2 separate regions of the Zea mays genome follow, and region 2 is linked to region 1. A link is a contact called in public Hi-C data. All regions are on one chromosome and are shown on one strand. The core of a region is the stretch at or near the end of the contact, and the rest is flanking DNA. Distances in the headings are between cores, read along the strand shown. Region 1 holds the start of LOC100275203. Region 2 holds the start of LOC100283590.

Evidence for each region. A called contact is a pair of places that touch in the nucleus more often than the background predicts.
Region 2: a Hi-C map of endosperm shows a contact between it and region 1, with 5 times the contacts expected there. The contact joins the promoter of LOC100283590 here to the promoter of LOC100275203 in region 1. A contact is called at or near these places in 12 of 25 Hi-C or Micro-C datasets (bundle sheath, ear, endosperm and 4 more).

Annotation. Positions count from the first base shown.
Region 1 is chr6:80,405,882-80,409,568 of Zm-B73-REFERENCE-NAM-5.0, forward strand. It overlaps LOC100275203, which reads right to left and starts at 1,446. Exons shown (of 2, transcript NM_001328112.1): 1 at 1,198-1,446; 2 at 645-958. The coding sequence starts at 1,283. The coding sequence ends at 877.
Region 2 is chr6:80,614,371-80,618,279 of Zm-B73-REFERENCE-NAM-5.0, forward strand. It overlaps LOC100283590, which reads left to right and starts at 2,391. Exons shown (of 7, transcript NM_001156491.1): 1 at 2,391-2,578; 2 at 3,546-3,909. The coding sequence starts at 3,604.

The DNA.
Region 1 (3,687 bases), core at 196-2,695:
TTTGTATTTCATTCTCTCTACTAATAATTTTTATACTAAATCATGAACTCGTTGTTCATTACATAGATTTTGGATCATGATATCATTAATCATTATGATACTTATCGATTATGAGAAGAACAAGTATATTGGAGATGAAACCCGCGGGTAACCCATGGGTACCCGTTAACCCGATGAGTACGGGTTTGAGCAAAATCTCAAACCCGTCATGGGTACGGGTTTTTTAATGGGCATAGATATTTTTCACGGGTACGGGTTTGGGACGGTAAAACCCAGCGGGTTTGTACCCGTTGCCATCTCTAGGTGCGGCAGACCAGAACCAGACGCTGCTGAGTCGAACGGGGTAGATAACAGACATGAAAAAGACCGGCCTTTACCCCTACGGCTACGACAGTCGAACGGGGTCTGAATTCCGCCGTGATTAGGATTAGGCTTTATTCGTTTGTGCCGGATTGGTGGGTCGGAACGATTTTTAACCGGATTACTTCTCTAATTTATATAAATTTTGATTAGCTAAAACGATTCCGAATGCAATCCGACACAACTGAACAAGGCGTTACGCGGACGGATGTGTCGTCGTTGTGTTCAGAGTCGCCGGAGTCGGGGGCGATTTAGCAAATAACAGAAGATAGATGCGGTGGTTCAGAGTTCAGACCATGGTTGGTTGGTTTACGAATGCTCAAACTGGAACTGACAGAGTAAAACATCTCTCCTGTACTACGCTACGACATGCGTGCGTTATTATGTTTGCACTTGCACACCACCAGACTAAACGGGAACTGAATCATCATCACTAGGTAGATTGGTAGGTAGGTAGAAGAGACGGAGGCGACCTCCATCTGCTGCGTCTCGACCGTCCTCCGGAGCTAGCCCCGGCTAGTTGCAGCAGCAGCAGAGGCAGTCGAGGCAGCACTCGCAGGTCTCGTAGCAGCAGAAGCAGCACAGCGCAGTGAAGATGCTGCGCAACAACAGAGCAGAGGAACAGCAGTCAGTTAGTTCAACACTCCAGCAGGAAGCGGCGCGCGGCCTTGTGCTGGTGACAAAGAAACTGATCGACAAGGAGCAAGGCAACGCCATGGCAACTGAAACTGAAACTGAGCTGGCGGCGGACCGAAACCCCTCCTCCGATCTCTTTTTCTTCTCTGATCAACTCAGGCAGAGCAGACGGAGACGGAGACGGAGGTCTAGCTAGCTCACCAGGCGTAGAGGCAGCCCTTCTCCTCGTGGCGCCTCTGCACGTGCTCCAAGTAGGACATCTCCTGGGCCGACGGCGCGTTGTACATCTTGCCTGCCTTGCGGATCGATCGGAGCTGTGGTGGTGAACGAACGAGCAAGGGCTCTCTCTCTCTCTCTCTCTCTCTCTCTCTCTCTCTCCTGACCCTCTTCTCCTTTCCCTTGGAACGAACCTGATCCTCTTCTCCGTTTGGAACGAACGAGTGGTGGACTGCTGCTGGCCGCCTACTGGGGAGTAGAATTTATAGACGGGGAACAGGAAGAAGGGGACAACCGTGTACGTGTATCGTGTACCGGCTTCGTCTTCGGCTGACAATAGGCATGGACCTCATCTGGCAGCGACTGTCTGGTGCGATTATTGGCGTGGTTGTCCACCTTACCCCCAAGCCTAGAGCGAGTATAATAATAAGCTATGAGCTTATTAAATGGTAAGGTGGTGGAGAGAGGAGAGAGAGAGACAGAGTTAAAATGGGCTATAAACTTTACAGCCGGCGCAGGCTGCAAGTATTCTAGCAGCCAACTCTATTATTAAACTTGCATCTCTCGAAAAAAAAAGAGAGAGAGGATAAAAGTGTGGCTAGCAGATCGTATAAATATGACTGTGCAAAACGCTCTGGACGTGGGACAAGACTGCTGGATACTTGAACCTCTGTTGTCATTCAGGACTACACACTTTTCTTGGAACAAGAGGCAGCTTTGCCTTATGCGTATCCAGGTTTTTTTCCCTTTTGTTAAAGAAAAGGCTGGAATAGCCAGTTCAGAATTCCTGTAGGCAGCCGTTCCGGTCATGGTATGCGCGCGTGTCCTACGAGAATGGCAAAGACCAGCAACTCCGAGTCGCCATCTATCTTCTATCTACCGCCCAGCTACTAAAGATTCTCTCCTACTGTTTGGTGCCGCGACATGGGCCGGCCAATCCTTGGTCTGACGACCCTGACGAGCCATGGAAAAAAAAGGATTGGATCTCTAAACGGGAACCTGACAGAACTGAACAGAACGGAACGGAGAAGGGGAAGAACCGAAGAAGAAGAAGACCGTTCGTTCTCACCATCCGTAGAGGCAGCCCTTCTCCTCGTGCCGCCTCTGGCAGTGCTCGTAGTAGGACATGTCCTGCGGCGGTGGCGGCGCGTTGTACATCCTCGCTGTCGCTGGTTCGTGGCTTCTCCTCCTCTCCTCCTTCAGGCACCGCTTCAGGCAGCTCTCTTCCTGCCTTGTTGTGCACGGCAATGGACGAAGATCGATCAGGCGGGCGAGGCCCTACTTATACACGAAAACGCACCCCGTTTCGTCGTCAATGCCGCGCGCCACCCGCCAGGGCGTTTCAGAAGAGTCCTTTGGTTGCATCACAAATCACATGCGACAAAAACAGAATGCGTGTTAAGTTATAACTAGCTTCCTTAGCATCGAAGGTTTGTACGCGCGGTGGTCGTCATCAATCTCCAGTCTGGTACTATAGACGTCTATATGAGACTTTGTGCGCCAAGCAGGTGATATTGATCGATATATCTGTAAGATATAACTTTACTATATATAATTAATTAAGTGATCGAGACAGCACTCAAAGTCTGACGTATGTACGTAGATGTGAACCTCTTATTAGAGTAATAAGCAAACAGAAGGATGTCACGATGCATTTATACGTTCCAGGTCACACTTTTCACGTTAGTAACAAGAGCAAGTTTACTAGCAGAGCCAACCGCCATTTCAGCTTGCCAGCTGACGGCAAGGGTGTAGAAATCTTAGAGCAACTCCAGGAAGGAGGCTCAATTCCAATCTGTATAAATAGAGATTTTAATAAAAAATTACCTTCGGATAGCTTATTTAAATGGCTATCTAAATATAACCATATTCTAGTTCAGATTTCTTGTTAGCCAAATATAGAAAACATAAATGACTCTCTGCTAGAGTGTAAATAACATATATAAAGGTTGTTGGAGATTAGAAAGATATAGAAAATAGTTTTTATATGCAAGTGACTTTCCAGATAATAATTTAGAGAGTGAAATTTAGCATCGAAGCTACCTTTGTACGCAATGGTCGTTTATTGCTGCTGCTAATCAATCTCCAGTCTGGTACTATAGACATCTATATGAGATTTTTGTGATCCAAGCTGGTGATATTGATCGATATATATCTATAAGATACTTAAGAGGATCGAGACAATACACACTCAAAGTCTGATGTCTGTGGTAGACTGGTAGTCTAGCTAGTAGATGTGATTCCTCCGAGTAAGCAAAGAAAAGGATGCGCGTTTATATGTTCCAGGTTTCAACTCACATTTTTGACCTAACCCCGCTCCCATCCAGTGCCGGGCTGCCGGCCTTCTCCAAACCAAACCCGATGGATCCATTGGATGTGCAGGGGAGGAAGACATCCACGACGCCGTCATTTGTACTGTGAATATTCGTGGCCGCGAGGCGTGTGGGCCGGGAAAGTGGGAGGGACACGAATCTC
Region 2 (3,909 bases), core at 1,141-3,640, 210 kb after region 1:
GCCCGAATTTTGGCGATTAAAGAAAAGAAAAAATTCAACTGCAAAAATTCGGGGCGTTACAGAACCGGACCTATCCGCATACACTCCTGCTCCCCGCTCAGGTGGAGACTCGATGCTGCCATGTGGCATACTGCTCACGGCATAAGCCAACGGGCGGAATCTAGCATGATGCCTCTGGGCTACGCGCGCCTTCACATTCATTACGGATAAGACGTGCGCCTGTCCATTACACTGATAGGCACGAGTGCTCAGTCCACGATACGTGGGTCGCGCAGTTACTCACACGTTACCATATCGAGGGCAATGACTCACCATTACTCGTGCGGGTTACTGCCTATCAATGTTGCATGGACTGCGGTCATCATGACTCCCGGTGATTACTCATGCGTTACCCTATCAACATTAGTTATTCACATAATGTATTTTCTCCATTATGCTCCTGGGCCCGCATGTCGGGGCTCAGCATCCTTGTATGTGCCTCCCTTAAACTATAAAAGGGAAGGCACACAGCGTTACAAGGGACACAGACTCAAGCACACTCTCAATACTACTTACACACAGTGGAGGTAGGGTATTACGCTCCGGCGGCCTGAACCACTATAATCCCTCGTGTCCTCGTGTGTTCATCCCGAATTCACCAAACAGGCAACCGCTTAGGCCCCCTCCTCATCTTAGGATTAGGGTGGGTGCGTTCCGCCACCCGGCCGGTGGATTTCCCCACCGACAGCAAGCATTCATCCGAGTTCATGACAATCTCAATAATACCATTGTTTAAAGCAGGGGAACTCAAGAGAACAAGTTTTGAAATAAGTTGCAAGCATGTACTAATGTTATTTAATTCATTGTAGTTACCATATGAAGCTATCACAATTCTTAAAATGTTAGTTTCAGCATACATAATTGGATTAAGTACCATGTCAACATAACGCAAATGGAGGTATCTCAACTTCATGTAATACATATGTTTGTGCAAAATGAACACACAGGATCAAATTGATTAGTTGGACCAACATAGCAGTGAAGGCCTCGTATCGCCAAATTGAGTACCATTTGGCACATCCTCTGCCAGCTGATCCTCAATTGTTACAGGAACCACCCGATGATGCAACGATCCAGCAGTGGATTCATCAAATTCTCCCTCTAGGTGACTTGTCTCTTGTTCCAGCCTTTGTTGGAGAAACTGGGAAACATGGACGCTCTCTGCAGATCCGGTGCACATCCCAGTTTGTGCTGTCTCCATTGCACGAGGTCGCGGTGGCCAGAACATGGCATCGACTGGGCAATTGAAGATTGCGGCGGCGCGACCTGTACTATCGCGGACGGGTACAACGCGCATGGGCGGGAAAGCACGGGGGCGGTACAGGGAGGGCGGGAGATCGGGCGGGAGGGCGCGGGAACGGGATGGCTGGGAGAGCGCGGGGGCGGTACAGGGAGGGCGGGAGATCGGACGGGAGGGCGGGAGATCGGGCGAGAGGGCGCGGGAATGGGATGGCTGGGAGAGCGCGGGGGTGGGATATGGCGATTTTGCGAGACACAACAACTCGACAAAATTGGCTAGCGACGGAGAGCGATGCCGAGCGAGATGGCGAAAGCGAGGTTGAAGAAGAGCTCCTAGATTCGGTTTTCACGGGTTTTATGTTTTTTTTGCCGATCGAATGATTTTTAAACCTGTCTGTTGGAGCTGCTCTAACTAATAGCTAATTTACTAAAAATAGCTAATAGCTAAAATATTAGCTAGAGTGTTTGGATGAATATAGCTAATTTTAGCCACTAACTATTAGCTGCATTCAAACACCACCATGCATTAGAGCTAATATCTAGTTAGATAAAAAATTGATAGTAGAATTGACTACCTAACTATTATTTAATTTACTAAAAATAGTTAATAGCTAAATTTTTAACTAGAATGTTTAGATATTTCCAACTAATTTTAGCCGTTAATTATTAAATTTAGTGCATTCAAACACAGCTGACTACCGCTGACTACGCAACCAAACTATGCTTTGAGGATAGCAATTTTATTCATTGCCCGATGCAATCAAAGATGACATGACATTTTTTGGAAATCATCCCATAAAATATAGCACCGAGAATGGTCTAAATTAGCTACTCCTAAAACGATCACCAATCGGTCATTCTGTCTTACCTGTTCCACGATCATGGTGCATCGCTTTCTTTGCTGTACCACCCAAATTTCGTGTAGAACCGTCGGACAGCTAGAACAAGGAAAAGCAGCAGAAAAAAAATTGGATCAATAATGGAATCCGGGCCCACCTGGTTCCGCTGCCCTGATCGGCCCTAGGGGCATTGTCGTCCTTGCACATCACCGTATGCTCGACCCGTGTCCATGTGTGTATATATATCTCCATGCGTTTGCCACTTACGGCTCTGCTTCGTGGCCGCCTTTTTTCAGAGAAAACAGAGGGAGGAAAGAAAAAGCTCACCCCCCTCTCTCTTCCCACCACCTCTCTCACGTGTGTGAGGTGGCGAGCCCAAGGAGGAGCGGGAGGCCACAAGTCCGATCCGCCCGTATCTAATCCGCTCGAGCGCAGCGGCTCGTTCCTCGCGGGGGCGCACGGTGAGTTCCCGACGATCTGCGTGCTACGAGTTTCCAGGGCGTGGGGGCGGTGGATTTCGGGCCGCATTCCGGTTTCGTGGGTAGATCTGGCGGTTTCGTGCGGAGTTCTATCGGCGCCCTAATGCTGCTGGTGATGAGGGATTTTTTTAAACCGTCGGGTTTTTCTTGTGTGTGTTCAAATTTGCGGAAATTGACGGGGGTCACGGGCGAAATGTATGGTTTTAAGGTGGGTGTTGTGCCTGGCCTGAATTGGGCACGAACAATGGCGTAGTTTAGGGTGTTGGGATGCTGTGGATTTGCCGGCAATGCGCTTCTGTTCTTAGCTGGAAAAAAACTGGAGCTTTTGATTCGTTTTATTCGGTTGGAAACATGGCCCGGCGTCCCGGCCAACTGGCTTGAGCTGTTTCCAGACCAGAGAGAAGGTTGGTTGGATTTCTCTGGCCTAGTAGGCATTTGTTGGCCTCCCACCCCCCAAAACTTGTGGTGGTGGCCGTAGTTGAAATGCTTTCTAATGGTGGGGCAGTGACCCTCGCTTTCGAACCGATTCGTATGGGCGCAGCTGGTTCCAGTGTTCTTTGGTGGTGGCCTTGCTTTGCCCGAAAAGGTACGTCTTCAGCAGTTGGATGCCTGGATCCGGTGGCCTATGCCTGTCTTCTAATTAATTTGAGAAAATTGAGTGCGTTCTCATATTTCTGTATAAAAAATGTAAATGTCCATTGCTCCTTTCTGCCCGAAACTGGAAAATTTTAACCATCACAGTCACACAACAGCCGTGTTCCTTTCGATGTCTTATTCACGAGAATGCAATGGAAAATAGGGGAGAACCGTGGTTGTTGTGTTCCTTTCAAGGTCTTATTCACGAGAATGCAATGGAAAATAGGGGAAAACTGTGGTGCTTTCTTGTAAAAAATGGTGAATACATACACCTTCTCACAAAAGCTTCTGTTTTTGTTGATTATTTCTTCAGGTTGGCATTTCGAGTGCTGAGACATCGGCTTCATTGAATCCTAAAGCACGGTTGAGCCATGGCTGGCTCCCTTGCTGCCTCAGCCTTCTTCCCTGGCCCAGGGGCGTCTCCAGCAGCATCCGCGAAGAACTTGGCTGGTGAAGTACCGGATAGTTTGAGCGTCCGTGGTATTGTCGCAAAGCCTAATGCCAATTCTGGGAACATGCAAGTGAAGGCTCAAGCACAAACCCTTCCCAAGGTTAATGGCACCAAGGTTAACCTCAAGAATGCAAGCTCAGACACAGAGGAGGCGATACCCTACACTGCTCCCAAGACATTCTACAACCAACTGCCAGATTGGAGCATGCTTCTTGCGGCTGTCACT